3 separate regions of the Mus musculus genome follow, and all the other regions are linked to region 1. A link is a contact called in public Hi-C and HiChIP or PLAC-seq data. All regions are on one chromosome and are shown on one strand. The core of a region is the stretch at or near the end of the contact, and the rest is flanking DNA. Distances in the headings are between cores, read along the strand shown. Region 1 has its middle 12 kb from the start of Gm38926. Region 2 overlaps Gm38475 (a long non-coding RNA gene). Region 3 holds the start of Etfrf1 (electron transfer flavoprotein regulatory factor 1).

Region 1 (4,013 bases), core at 821-3,320:
GGCACACGCACACATACACACACACACACACACAAACACACACACACACACAAACACACACACACACAGAGAGACAGAGAGAGAGAGAGAGAGACAGACAGACAGAGAGAAAGAGACAGACAGACAGACTGACAGAGACAGACAGCGACAGAGAGACAGACAGGCACACACATACATACACACACACACACACACACACAGAGACAGAGCGAGAGACAGACAGACAGACAGACCGACAGAGACAGACAGACAGCGACAGAGAGACAGACAGGCACACACACACACACACAGAGAGAGAGAGAGAGAGAGAGAGAGAGGGAGAGAGAGAGGGAGAGAGAGAGAGAGAACCACCTGGAGTCAGAAGGCATGGGATTCTCTGGATTAGGAGTTACAGGCAGTTGTGAGCCACACAAAGTTGGTGCCAGGAACCAAACTCAGGTCCCCTGGAAGAGCAGCGACCAGTCTTAATGGCGGAACCATCTTTTCAGCCCTAGACCTTTTCTGATCTGGTCACACCATGGTGAGCAAACAAGAAACATGATTCTTGTGTCCCTCTAATCAGGACTTTGGGCTGTAGCTAATGCCTTCCGTGGTTTAGACCTAACTTAGGATCTTGTGATTCATTTAACTGTCATGTCTCTCGAGTCTCCCCTCCTGTGGTTCAACTCTAGCCTTCCTTTCTCTTTGATGACCTTGGCATTTTGGAAAGGACAAGCCAATTATTTTGCAGACTCTCTTTCACTTCGTGTCAGAAGTTTCCTCATGGTTAGATTCAGTTTATGTGTTTTGGCAAAAATGCCTCATAAAGAATGCGTTCTTCTTAGGGTATCGGTCTAGAATGTGAGTGGAACCTGTCTGTCCAAGCACTAAGGACATTCTCTTTGATTGCTAGACGGTGTGTTGCTTAATAACTTTTGCTCCTATAAAGTACAATTTTCAGGAGTTTCTTTAGGGCCAGGGCTTGAAGATGATTCTAGACCAAGGATGTCCCCCTGTAGTGAAAGAGTGTCCAATTCTGTCCAACATGACAGCCAGTGAGTGACACGTTTTGGGCACTTATGACAAAGGGTGCTATTGAAGACATCAAAGGGGGTACAGTCGGAATGTCAGAATGCTCATAAAACAGCCTGTATGTACCAACATCTCCTAAAACAGACAAGTACTGTGCTTTGGATCTTTGGACCAGGGGCTTAGGGCAGAGAACCATGTTCAGAGCTGAAGCCTCAGAGCTCATGGCCCAGCGGTTGCCTGGCGTTAGAGTGGCGCCCGGGAAGCCACCTCCCATCTTTATTTCAGAAGTAGCTGCTCTAGAAGCTCTAGGCAGAGCCAGGGTTAGCGCGACTTCATTCTGTAACCCGGGCTGTAGCCTGTTGTGATGACTGCTTTTTGCGGGGGTGGGGGTCGGGGGAGGGGAGCGTCTGAATCATTCTAAGAAAATGGGGCTTGGTTTGTTCGATGAGTTGGGGCCAGGTGAGATCCTGCAAGAACACTGTGTTGTTCTTGGAAGTGATTAAGGTTGAAGCACAAGTTCGGGGAGAACGATTGTATCCCTCATAAAAGTGGATTCTGTTCGTTTTAAGGTACACAATAGAAGCTGTGGCCCAGACTCGCCCCAAAGGCAGCCTCGAGGGCATTTACACGCACAGATGGGCATGCACTCAGGAGAGCCACTAAGGAAAGCTGACGTTGAAACGCCCACGTCTTAAGCTATCTGCTGTGAACCTCTGCAAAGATTCATTTTTTTTCTTGCCAAATATAGCATTCAGTTACCAAGTGGAATTGTAAAAGTTTACGTTTTCATGAAAATTCCGGTAATGTTTTTTCCCTCCTCCACCAACGTCTTCTCAGTTCACCACTAGAGGGCACTGTTGGCAGTGAGATCAACAGGAAGGAAGCAGAAAATTGTCTAGTGTTTCTTTGTTGTGTGTGTTTTAAATAACTTTAAATTACTTCCTTTCCGTCAGTAAATAAAAACGGAAATTTAAAAGCTACTCTACTTACAGTTTATATGGACTTGTGTTTCCACTCACCTCAGATACATACAAACCTTGAGTGTACTCCATTAACAAAATAAATAAATCATTGTAAAATGTAGTTCCAATTTCTCCCAAATGCTTCCTTTCCCCAGGCACCTCGCACACTCCTGTACATCCTGTTTGGAATGTTTCCCGCACTTGGAAACGCCTTAGTTGGTTTTTTTTTTTTGTTTGTTTGTTTGTTTTGTTTTGTTTTGTTTTAATTTCTGAGCCGGTTAAACAATTTTACTTTCCCAATCACACTTTCCTGTCATTTGCTTCCAGACCCCAGAGCAGCGAGGGATCTTTCTGGTATCTAGCTTAAGCTATTTATTTCCCGTGTACCATATATACATATTCTGCACGCACACACATGCACAGGAAAGCACATTCCATGTCTCCATTTAGAGGTTACAGAGGTGGCAAGCGTGTCTGCATTCTGAGGGCGCATCCAAAGCTGCTGTCTAGCCATAAGCTTCATGCTTTTGAGGAAAACCTCAACGATGACTCCAGGGGCAATCTCTGCCTCCTTTCAGTGAATGCTGGGCCGTGTCACCATCCTTCAGGCTCACACATTAGCCCCGTAGCAGGCTCTAACACAGGCTCACACAGGTTCTGCTTGGATTTAGTTCTAGGAATTGGCCTGAGGACTGGAGGGAGACTGCTGGTTGGTCTATCGGCCACAGGTAGGGAACGACTTCTGTAGAATCTTCCAGAACAGTGGAAGTGCTGGTGCTTACTAGATTTCCTACGTTACTTTCTGTTACTGCGATAGCACCCTGACTAAGTCAACCTGAGGCTGGAGCTGAAGCGGAGGCCATGCAGGAGCGCTGCCACTGGCTGCTCACTGGCTCACATTCAGCTACCTTTCTGACCTGGATGGACTGCCTGCCTAGAGATGGTGCCGCCCACAGTGGGCGGGGCCTTCCTCCAACAACTAGCAATCAAGAAAATGCCCTGCAAACACTCCCACAGGCCAATCTGATGGAGGCGATTTCTCAACTGAAGCTCCCTTCCCCCAGCCTCTCTAAGTTTGTGTCAGGTTGGCAGGTGAAGCTATGACATTAGGTAGGGACACAGAAGCCACAGGAAACTGCAGAGTCAGCATCCATCCAGGCCCCCTCCCCCAATCAGGGCTGTCATTGTCCCTCACACTTGCTCTGCAGCAAACTCACATGGCCCTGGAGTTCTGAGTCCCTTAGATCTCGTGCCCGACTCACAACTCCTCTCGCTGCCTTTCCACTACAGGCAAAATGAGCGCCCTGTGAGTGAGCAGTGGTGTCGTCTGGAACTCCAGCTTTGCAATACACCGCAACAACAGCTCACCACTCACGGTGGTTCAGGGCAAAACTTAGCAGCGGCTGCTTCTGCTACCCCAGGGCATCTTTTCCTGTATGCCCGGATTGCCATCTCTGCCACCACAATCTCCTCCAGTGGATTACTTTCTCAAGTTGCTACTGGACCTGCAACTGTAAAGTCCAAGTTGCCAAGGCCTTCCAGGACTTAGCTGCAGCCTATCTAGTAACCAGGATGCCATTAGCTTCCCCTACACGATGGCACTGGAGCCAATCCCAAGTCTCCACGAGGCTGTGTGTTCCTCCAACCACCTGTTAGCCAGATCCCTCCTCTCAGCTGAGGATGGCAAGATGGCATTAAATAGGCTAATATTTGTATGAGAGTAAGCCATCACTGTAAGAAACGAGGGTCAATGAATATTTTGGGCCAAAGGTAAAACTGTTTTAAACATCACGGACCACGTGTGTACCGCCCACCCAGCATTTAAAAACTCAAAGTGAAGCTGAGTTCATGCGGTCGGCCGCAGACTAGATTTCGTTCCTGTGAGCTTTAGTTTGTCAGCCTTTGAATGAGAGGTAAGAGGGGAGATCTGTGGGAGGCTGGAAAAAGCTCCAGAGTCCACCCGGGCTTGAATACACGAGGGACAGAGCGAGGGAAGTTTCTGGAAGCATGCTTGATCATCTGTGAAGGCCTGAGGAAGGC
Region 2 (4,013 bases), core at 527-3,026, 200 kb after region 1:
AAGAAAGACACAGTGAGACAAGACCCATGGAGGACATGTGATGTTTGGAGGGGGTATAAATAGAACTCTATGGACAGTGACAGAGGCTGAGCTTGGCTTGCTTGTATAGCTGACCGCTTCTTGGTCTTGAGTCTTTGCTGATCCTTACTTTGCTGGGAGAGGCACAGCCGAGAACTTTCCCTGGCATTCCTGTTGGCCTGGTCCCTCCTACTGACTGGTGCTGAGGCTGAGGCCCGGCTGTTTCTGCTAGGTAGTGCCATAGCTGCTGATCATGTTTGCTATCCCAGCTCTATTGAACTGGACTACTGGTGCGTCTGTGAAGTGCTTACAAGAGGGTTGAGCTGCCCAGACAACACAGAAGGGAGTTGCTCTAAAGAACCATTTCTAAACAGGTCCACTTCCCTCCATATCCTTTCTTTTCCATTACCTCTGGTGGGTGGTGGGCTAGAAGGGAGGTTAAAGCATTTAAGAACCATCATTAAAAATAGGCTTTGAAAAATTTAAAGTTACAACTGTCCTCCTTTGTACTTCTCTCCCTCATTTTATCACAACCAAGACAAGTGCTGTGTGACCTGCCCTGGGGTCAGATAGTGAGGGCAATGATGAACCAAAGGAACAATCACACCCAGGTCTGCCCTGGTGAAGCAGTCAACTTCTCTGGATTACTTACAAGAGCATGAGTCACTCAATGGCAGCTGTGGCACTGGAGAGCCCCACAGATCAGAATACGTGACAACTCATAGAAAGTGTATCTCTGGAGCTCCCTGCCCAGCCTGCAGGCAGCTCCGCCGAAGAGTCTCCTCAGCGGGGCTGGTGAGGCTTCTGAGTTTCTTGTTGCTTTTATGAGCCTAGTATGTTGTATCCCTTCCCTTCAGGATGGCATGTTTCAATGGGGGAGGAAACAGCAACAATGCAACAAGTCAGACTGGCTCAGCTGACACCTGTACGCCAGTGTGCCATTGACAAAGGCATGGTATTGCTAAAGGACTTTACCACTGACAGATGAGATGAGTAGCTAGGCAGGTGTTCTATAACATGAGAGAAATGTTTGTACTGAAGGCTGTGGGATCCCACAGAAGATGAGTTACGGGAGTAAGAGGATACTTTCTTAGCTCAAGTAATATAATTGAAGGCAGCCATATTATCTATGCCCATCACTGATAGTGGGCAACCTGGGGGGGGGGAGCTGTTAGCTCAGGCTTTGCTTTTATCTACAACCACCCTCCCGCCAACCCTTACTTCCCATGATATAGAACTGCCTATATTCTGACTGACCTGTAGAAAGACACTCCAAGAACTAGCCAAGAATCTTACGTAGGATCTACCGTCGGCTACAGGAATACTTCCCGTCCAGACTGGGGCAGCCCCAGCTGGGACTCAACCCTCCCGAAACTCTGGAAACAAGGTGCTAGGTTTGGTCATTTCACTCTTTTTGTTTTGCTCATTTCTTTATATCTCTCTCTCTCTCTCTCCTCTTCCTCCTCCTCCTCTTCCTCCTCTTCTCCTTCCTCCTCCTCCTCCTCCTTCCTTCCATCCTTTCTTTGTATTTTTGGTTTTTGCTTTATTTTGCTTTGTCTGGCTATGAAACAAGGTCATATTATTATACAGCCCAGGCTGGCTTCAAACTCAAAGTGATCCTTCTGTGTCCAGAGGGCTGGCATTATAGTTAGGTACCACAATGAGAGCTCTGCCTGACAAGTAAGTGGGTACACATGCGTGGAGTTGTCTGGTTACAGAAACAAAACGTGGTTGTGATTAACATTACTGGGCCGCTTACTCACAAGGCTATCACGTTACAAGTCTTACTCATGAGGCTCAGCAATATTCCCTGAGCCATCCTGTGTAAGGCACTGGAGGCAGGCATGGTGGCACTAAGGCATGATCCCTCTTGGAGGGGAAGGTGGCTGTGTACAAGTCAGAGACAGACACTGAGCTGCAGCCCCTGGGCTTTGGCTCATCTCTGGCAGGTACCACACTTGGAAGAGTGCTGGGCTCTAGGAAGCCCAGCAAAGGTCATTACTATGGAGTTTGAAAGGCTTCCAATACACAAGGAACTTGGACTATTTTTAAATGCAGCTCAAAGCTAAGCTAAATCAGAATCAAGTTATAACCACATTGATTCAAACTTCATGGTTAAGGTTCTGGATTGTAATTAAATTAGGATCCAACCACTCTAGGATGATTACAAAACTTGTCAGCTCTTAGATCCTTTGAAAGTGAAATATGGGCTGTTTATAATAAGAGCAAAATAATGGTGTAAGTGAGGACTGTCCTGGACACACAGGATTCCTACTGAGGGAAGGGCTTGAGAGATAGTTAAATAAGGCTTAAAGATGTTACTATGTTTAATCAAGACAATTCATGATCTGATCTATATTTAAATTATATATAAATATATATTAATATATATATTATATATATTATATTATACATGTACATATAATATATAATTGGTACATTCATCATGAAAAGTAGTACAGATTATCTTTTTAAAATTGGACTATAATTTCCAGTAAAGGAAATGAAGTCAGGCTAGCAAGGAGGTGCCTGTAGCTCACATGAATTGCAGTGCAATTCACAAGTGAGCGCATATAAAAAGAACAATGTATTCTGTGATGGCTGGATGAATAAAGCCAATGAGATATGATTCAGCCATGGGGAATATGGGAATGTGCCATTTATGACCAGATGGGTAAACCAGGAGGACATTGTGCTAAGTGAAATAAGGCAGATGACAGACAACATGGGAGCCTAGCCAAACGGGGCATCTTTAAGGAATTACTCACAAGCAGATGGGGTGAGCGCTAGCAAGTCTTCTGAGGTGTAACTCTGGGGTCAGATATGAACATGGTCAACAGAGTCGAAGATATTAGATTGATAACTTGAAATTTGCTATGAGGTCACATCCAATGTCTTTACCACAAAACGCACATACCTTGTCAGGTAAGGATGGAGATCAATAATGAGTGTGCTTGACACCTCAGCTTGATGTACACCCACTCAATCATGAGACCAATCACTCTGGCCTCTGTGTACAGACAGGATTGTATGGGCCACAGGAAAAGGCAGGAGACGTTTAGAAAACATTGCAAGGACTGAAGTGACGTGTAATACCCGTTCACACTCAAGAGGAGAAAGGGAAATAGAGAAGGATCCAGTCCATAGACAAGGGGGCGGGGCCTCTAGACAAGGGGGCGGGGCCGCAGGACTAACCAACCTCTGAGAGTGCAGGAAGAGCTGCTATGCACAAGAAGTTGCTGTTCACTGATAGAACAATAAGAACCAGTGTCTTTGGATTTCGTAAAGGTGTGCGCCACCACTGCCCGGCTACTCTTAAGACCCGGTAAGGGTCAATCGTATGCTCCGAACAGCCCTATGCAGAAGGCATTGCTATCTCAAATATAAGCAAGCAGGCTACAGGCCAGGGAGTGAAGTCGCCAGGGTTCAACCAGGGAGCTGCAGAACAAGGCTTTTATTACTTCAATTGTGGTAACTCCAGAGTCCACCTCTTCATGCTGAGCCATGCTGTTTTGAATCTGTTTGACTTTGACTCTAACTCAGGGCCCCAGTTCCACATCTGTCCACCATCAGTGAATGATGTTGGAAACAGGACATGAATAGGCTGAACCAGCACTCCCACGGTTGGAACACATGCTGTGATGCTGAGGAAGAATCACTGGTGTCGAGGGTCACACATGCATCCTAAATGAGCACTAGCTTCTGTATGCTGCATTCTGCACTTTGTGAAAGAACAGGAGCCTGCCTCTGTTTGGCATCATGGCCACTCCTGGAAGCTGTGTAACTGGGAGGAGTCTGGTGTAAGCTCCTGGCTTCAAGTTCTTTCTTACCTCCTGTTGCCAGGGTGACTTCTCTGAGTTATTTAACCTCTTTGTCTGTCTCACCCTCAGAGAAGGGGATACGGTGACACTGCTCTGAAGGCTGGCAAGCAGCTCTCTAAACTCAAATCACTTTCCTTCTAGCCACAAAGTTCAACGGTACCCTCCAGCCCCGCC
Region 3 (4,013 bases), core at 611-3,110, 150 kb before region 1:
CGAGGGAGGCTTTGCTCTCATGTGATTTTTACAAATAATTTTTATCCTGGCTGTAGTATTCCCTGACACATTGTTAACATATTTCCATCTTGAAACAAATACTGTATGGTAGGCTATGTAAATATCCTCCTCAAAGAGCATATCCTAAAGATGATGGGCACATTTTTATCCCTCACTAGTATTTCTAACATGAAACAGGTGTGGGGAAAGTCCTATCTTTATCCTTCACATAAACATAAGAGCCATCAGTAGTAAAACTTTTCAACGTTCAAGTGGCAAAGGACTTCCTGACAAGCTTTTTGAGAAATTTGTCCTCTTGGACTTACAGTATAGTTGCTTCCCTTCCTGAATTGTATACTTCCTTAGATTGTGGGGTTGAATTATGCATTTTCAAATTCATATACTAAAATCTTAACTTCTTGTGTGTTAGCGTTTGACCTGCTTATGAAAAGGGTCTGTAATTATTTCACCCAATTAAGAAGAGCTGATACTGGAACTGGACAGGCCTCTGGCTCAATATGGCTGGTACAGGTTACAAAGAGGAATCTTGGATACAGACCCTCATGAAGAAAATAAGCATCGTATGAAAAAAATGAGTTTACACTGCTACACACTAAAGAACTATTTAGAAGTAGAAGAGAGATCTGAATAAATCCCTGCCCCCATGCTGACACCCTGACCCCAGATGTTCAGTCTCCAGAATGGTGAGGTAAGCAGTTTCTACTGTTTAAGCAAACATGTTTATGGTACTTTGTTTCCTGGAAGCCCCATGATACAGTTAGGTTTGAAGCTGCAACCTCCTGGAATCTACATTTTAAATATTCCCCCAAATGGCTTGGAAGTCTTTGAGAAACAGTGCTATGTAGATAGGAAAAAGAAATTAAATCCACCTTTCGATGTAGCAAATACGTGCTTGTTCTTGTAATTTGCCAGCAGTCTTAACTTGGCTGATGACCCATTGGGGGTCTTGCCAGGGGAGGCCTTCACTACCCATTTCTTCCCACCACTTACAGAAAATACATACTTATATCTTAAAAGAGACTGAAAAGCACCAATCTTTTCTTCTCTCCTACCCTTAATAGCTTGATTACTCCGCTTTAGATACACCAGCTGTTACCTTGGTAAAGCTTGTGTCTGATATTCTGCTTAACTGACAGAGCCGGAGGGCTGTAATATTCTCCTTTGTGTGTCTCTGGCTTCCAGCCAGCAAACACAAATAATGCACTCTGAATCTCCCCTCAACGAGTGTGATAATTGATGATCTCTTGATGGAGAATGGGAAACAACACACGAAATTTGCTCCATATTGTTCTGCGTTGGAATGAAAACTTTTCTGACAAGGCAGTCAGAGCCAAAGTGGGAATGTACATCACCGGAAGCTAGTAAAGTTTAGTCACTGCAAAGATCTGGATCTCGCCACCTCTGGATCGCACTGCCCCTGTCTGCCTGCCCTCCCTCGACAGCGCTGAAGTGGAATCCGCACTTGCCCCTTTCCTGTCTCCCTCACTTTCCTGGCTTACCATGACAGAAGCAGGAACTTTGCTTAGGGATAAGTGAACTCTGCAGAGCAGGAACGCTCACGGTTGTCAAGACGACAGGCCACGCCCACTCACAACTCCCAGTGTTTTGCGAAGGACAACCTGCGCAATCGCACTGTAGTCTTCCGGTGAGTACTGCCCAAGTCGTAGACTGGTTACACAAGCCACACTTCCCACATAAGGTACGCCCACATCGCGGCTTTTACCTAATCCCGCCCATTTCCGCCTGATGCCCCGCCCCAGCAAAGAAAGCGGCCTCGAGTCCCATACACTGCTGCCTGTAGTCCCGCCCTGAGCCCACCCCCGCCTCTCAGCTCCGCCCACTTCCGGCAGACGGTCGGAGCATTTACGGCCGTGGTGCCGCAAAGCGCTGGAGTGAGGCGGTCTGAGCAAGCTGTCGTCTGGACCCCAGACCTGCTGGTGGTGAAGTATGCCTTAGGCGAGGGCTTCCGGGCGTGGGGAGAGCTGCGTCTCACACTGAAACGCAGGCTGACCTGGAACTCGCGGGCATCCCTCAGCTTCCTCCTGAGAGCTGGGGTTATAGCCGAGGCCCGCCACGGCCAGCCTTGTAAAAAGGTTTCTTCCTCGCTTCTTTTGCGTCTGGACGAGCCCTTCCCGGGGGATCTGGGGAATGGCGCCAGCTCACGACTAGGTGAAGCCATAGGTTCCGGGCGGGTCCCCCAGGGAGTCATCTGGCCACAAAGGCGAGCTCCAAGAGGGTCGCTACCTTGATATTAAAGTAGTACAGATTCTTCACTGATCGTGGGAGTTTAGTTTCTATGCAAAGCATTCGCCCTTCTCAAGAGCTGCTCACACACTAGTTTAACGTGACTTCTAAGAACCAGTAAGCCATTGTTGTCCCAAGGTCACGGAGCGCTGTACTGTTGTGGCAGCCTGCAGAATTTCAGCCCTTCTCCATAAGAAAAGGCACTTGAGACGTAGAGGAATGGAGACAGTTCTTTAACCCAACCCCAGCTTACGGCCCGTCTAACCCAAGATAGAGTACTAATGCTCTGTCCCTTACATAAACTAAATGTTCTGTTCAGTAGGACTGACAGCTAGTTTTTGTGGGTTAAGGTCATTGGTTGCACAACACTTAAGACCTTACTGCCCTCCGAACCTTGGTAATGAGATAAAAACTTAACACCTACTGCATATAAATTCAAATTTGTTTTATCTTAGCTGTTGAGGTATGGAAGGTAGCCTTTGTTTTGAATTATTCAACAAAGCAACTACTAGTGTTTAGTGACAGAAAACCTCAGACTAAACTAGGAAGTGGTGTGGAAGTACAGTAATTAACATGGTGACTCAGGAGAAATGGCCTTACTCAAAATCACTGTGTCATTATCAACTTCTCTCCTAAGAGGAAAACTAATAGTAGAGATGTGTTAGATCCCATGGTTCAAGACTCTGTGCATGCTTTTTTGAGTTTTGATGTCCTCTAGTCCCTGGGCAGGATTTGTGAGTAATAAGAGGGCTGCTTTCTGGCATCTCTTCATCTTGACACGGGTTGTACTAGCCCCTCTCTCCTGTCATGTACCTGTACCATCTAAAGGCGTATGGTCGCACAACCTCTGGTATGGGGAAATCTGACAGGACAGTTTTCCAGTACAGTCTGAAGGAATACTGAGTCTAGTTCACTAGACCACTGAAACAATACACTGCCGTCTCCATTTCCTTCAGCTTTTTTTTTTTTTTTTTTGGTCACTTGAACATCATGGGGCAGAATAACATCATTGGGCATCAAGCCCCTATTAGAAATAATAGTGTCCTACTAAAATGACAACGCCATCATTCCTTTACTCAAAGTCCCCAGGGAGAAAGGACTTACAGCTCCTCCTTGCACATATCCATGTTCCTGGAATAGCCCGTGACTTTGAGCCATGCACTCATCCAACTTTGATAACTTCCAGGACTCCATGCAGGTCTCTGCAGCAATTAAGTTGTTTTCTAGTTTGCAAACTAAAGGTTTTTCCCAGCAGCAAAAATAAACTAAAAATTCCTGAAAATCAACTGTATCATAAATTACCATCAAAGTGCATGGGGCAGGGGTAGGCGAATCTTTTATTACTCATACTCTGTGGGAAAAGCAATTGGGAAGGAGAACTAAGGCAGGTCTCTAAAAGCTTTCACAAGTTACAAATGCCAAGTTTTATCTATATAATAATTTCAAGCCACATAGTTTTAAGTCATTCTTCAACAAGGTATACCATCCTGGTATTATATTACTCCTCCCCTCTCTCCCTACTCCCACTGTTAATATTATTAGTTAAACACACCTGTTAAATTACCTTTCAGTATTACACTAAATCTTCAGGGAAAGAAAACAAACCATGAAATTAAAAGAGAAAAGAGAGAGATGGTTATGGCAGTAAGACTCTGGAAGCTGGAGCCCATGAGTGACTATGAGTCAACCCTAGCAAACCTCAGTGGACACTCACTACTCTTCCCAAGAGGAAGCAAGCAGAATCAACT

Evidence for each region. HiChIP or PLAC-seq counts read pairs in DNA pulled down with a chosen protein or histone mark. Hi-C and Micro-C count contacts between places; a contact is called where the count stands out from the background.
Region 2: a contact with region 1 is called in a CTCF HiChIP or PLAC-seq map of the NIH/3T3 cell line, with 7 read pairs. The contact joins two enhancer-like sites. A contact is called at or near these places in 2 of 39 promoter capture datasets (liver and pre-B cells), 1 of 15 datasets of contacts at CTCF or cohesin (the NIH/3T3 cell line), 5 of 484 Hi-C or Micro-C datasets (cranial neural crest, liver, myocytes and 2 more), 1 of 115 datasets of contacts at active chromatin or transcription factors (T-cell acute lymphoblastic leukemia) and 1 of 9 other capture datasets (embryonic stem cells).
Region 3: a Hi-C map of bone marrow-derived macrophages shows a contact between it and region 1, with 32 read pairs. The contact joins the promoter of Etfrf1 here to the enhancer-like site in region 1. A contact is called at or near these places in 21 of 39 promoter capture datasets (the 3T3-L1 cell line, 3T3-L1-derived adipocytes, the C10 cell line and 14 more), 6 of 484 Hi-C or Micro-C datasets (bone marrow-derived macrophages, differentiating embryonic stem cells and embryonic stem cells), 11 of 115 datasets of contacts at active chromatin or transcription factors (the 230-238 cell line, the HPC-7 cell line, acute myeloid leukemia and 5 more) and 2 of 9 other capture datasets (adipose tissue and liver).

Annotation. Positions count from the first base shown.
Region 1 is chr6:145,358,386-145,362,398 of GRCm38.p6, forward strand. No RefSeq gene overlaps it. Among named protein-coding and RNA genes, the nearest start is that of Gm38926, 12 kb to the left of the region's middle. Within about 2 kb of position 2,071, at least 46 of the 459 cell types and tissues checked have an H3K27ac peak or open chromatin away from gene starts, as enhancers often do. A contact at or near this core is called in the HPC-7 cell line, the NIH/3T3 cell line, adipose tissue and 4 more, where this site is marked.
Region 2 is chr6:145,563,130-145,567,142 of GRCm38.p6, forward strand. The region is part of intron 1 of Gm38475 (a long non-coding RNA gene); the gene reads right to left. Among named protein-coding and RNA genes, the nearest start is that of Gm38475, 49 kb to the right of the region's middle. Within about 2 kb of position 1,777, at least 36 of the 459 cell types and tissues checked have an H3K27ac peak or open chromatin away from gene starts, as enhancers often do. A contact at or near this core is called in the NIH/3T3 cell line, where this site is marked.
Region 3 is chr6:145,209,287-145,213,299 of GRCm38.p6, forward strand. Etfrf1 (electron transfer flavoprotein regulatory factor 1) reads left to right here and starts at 1,861. Exons shown (of 3, transcript NM_133688.3): 1 at 1,861-1,966. Casc1 (cancer susceptibility candidate 1) reads right to left here and starts at 1,684. Exons shown (of 16, transcript NM_177222.4): 1 at 1,521-1,684. The coding sequence starts at 1,523.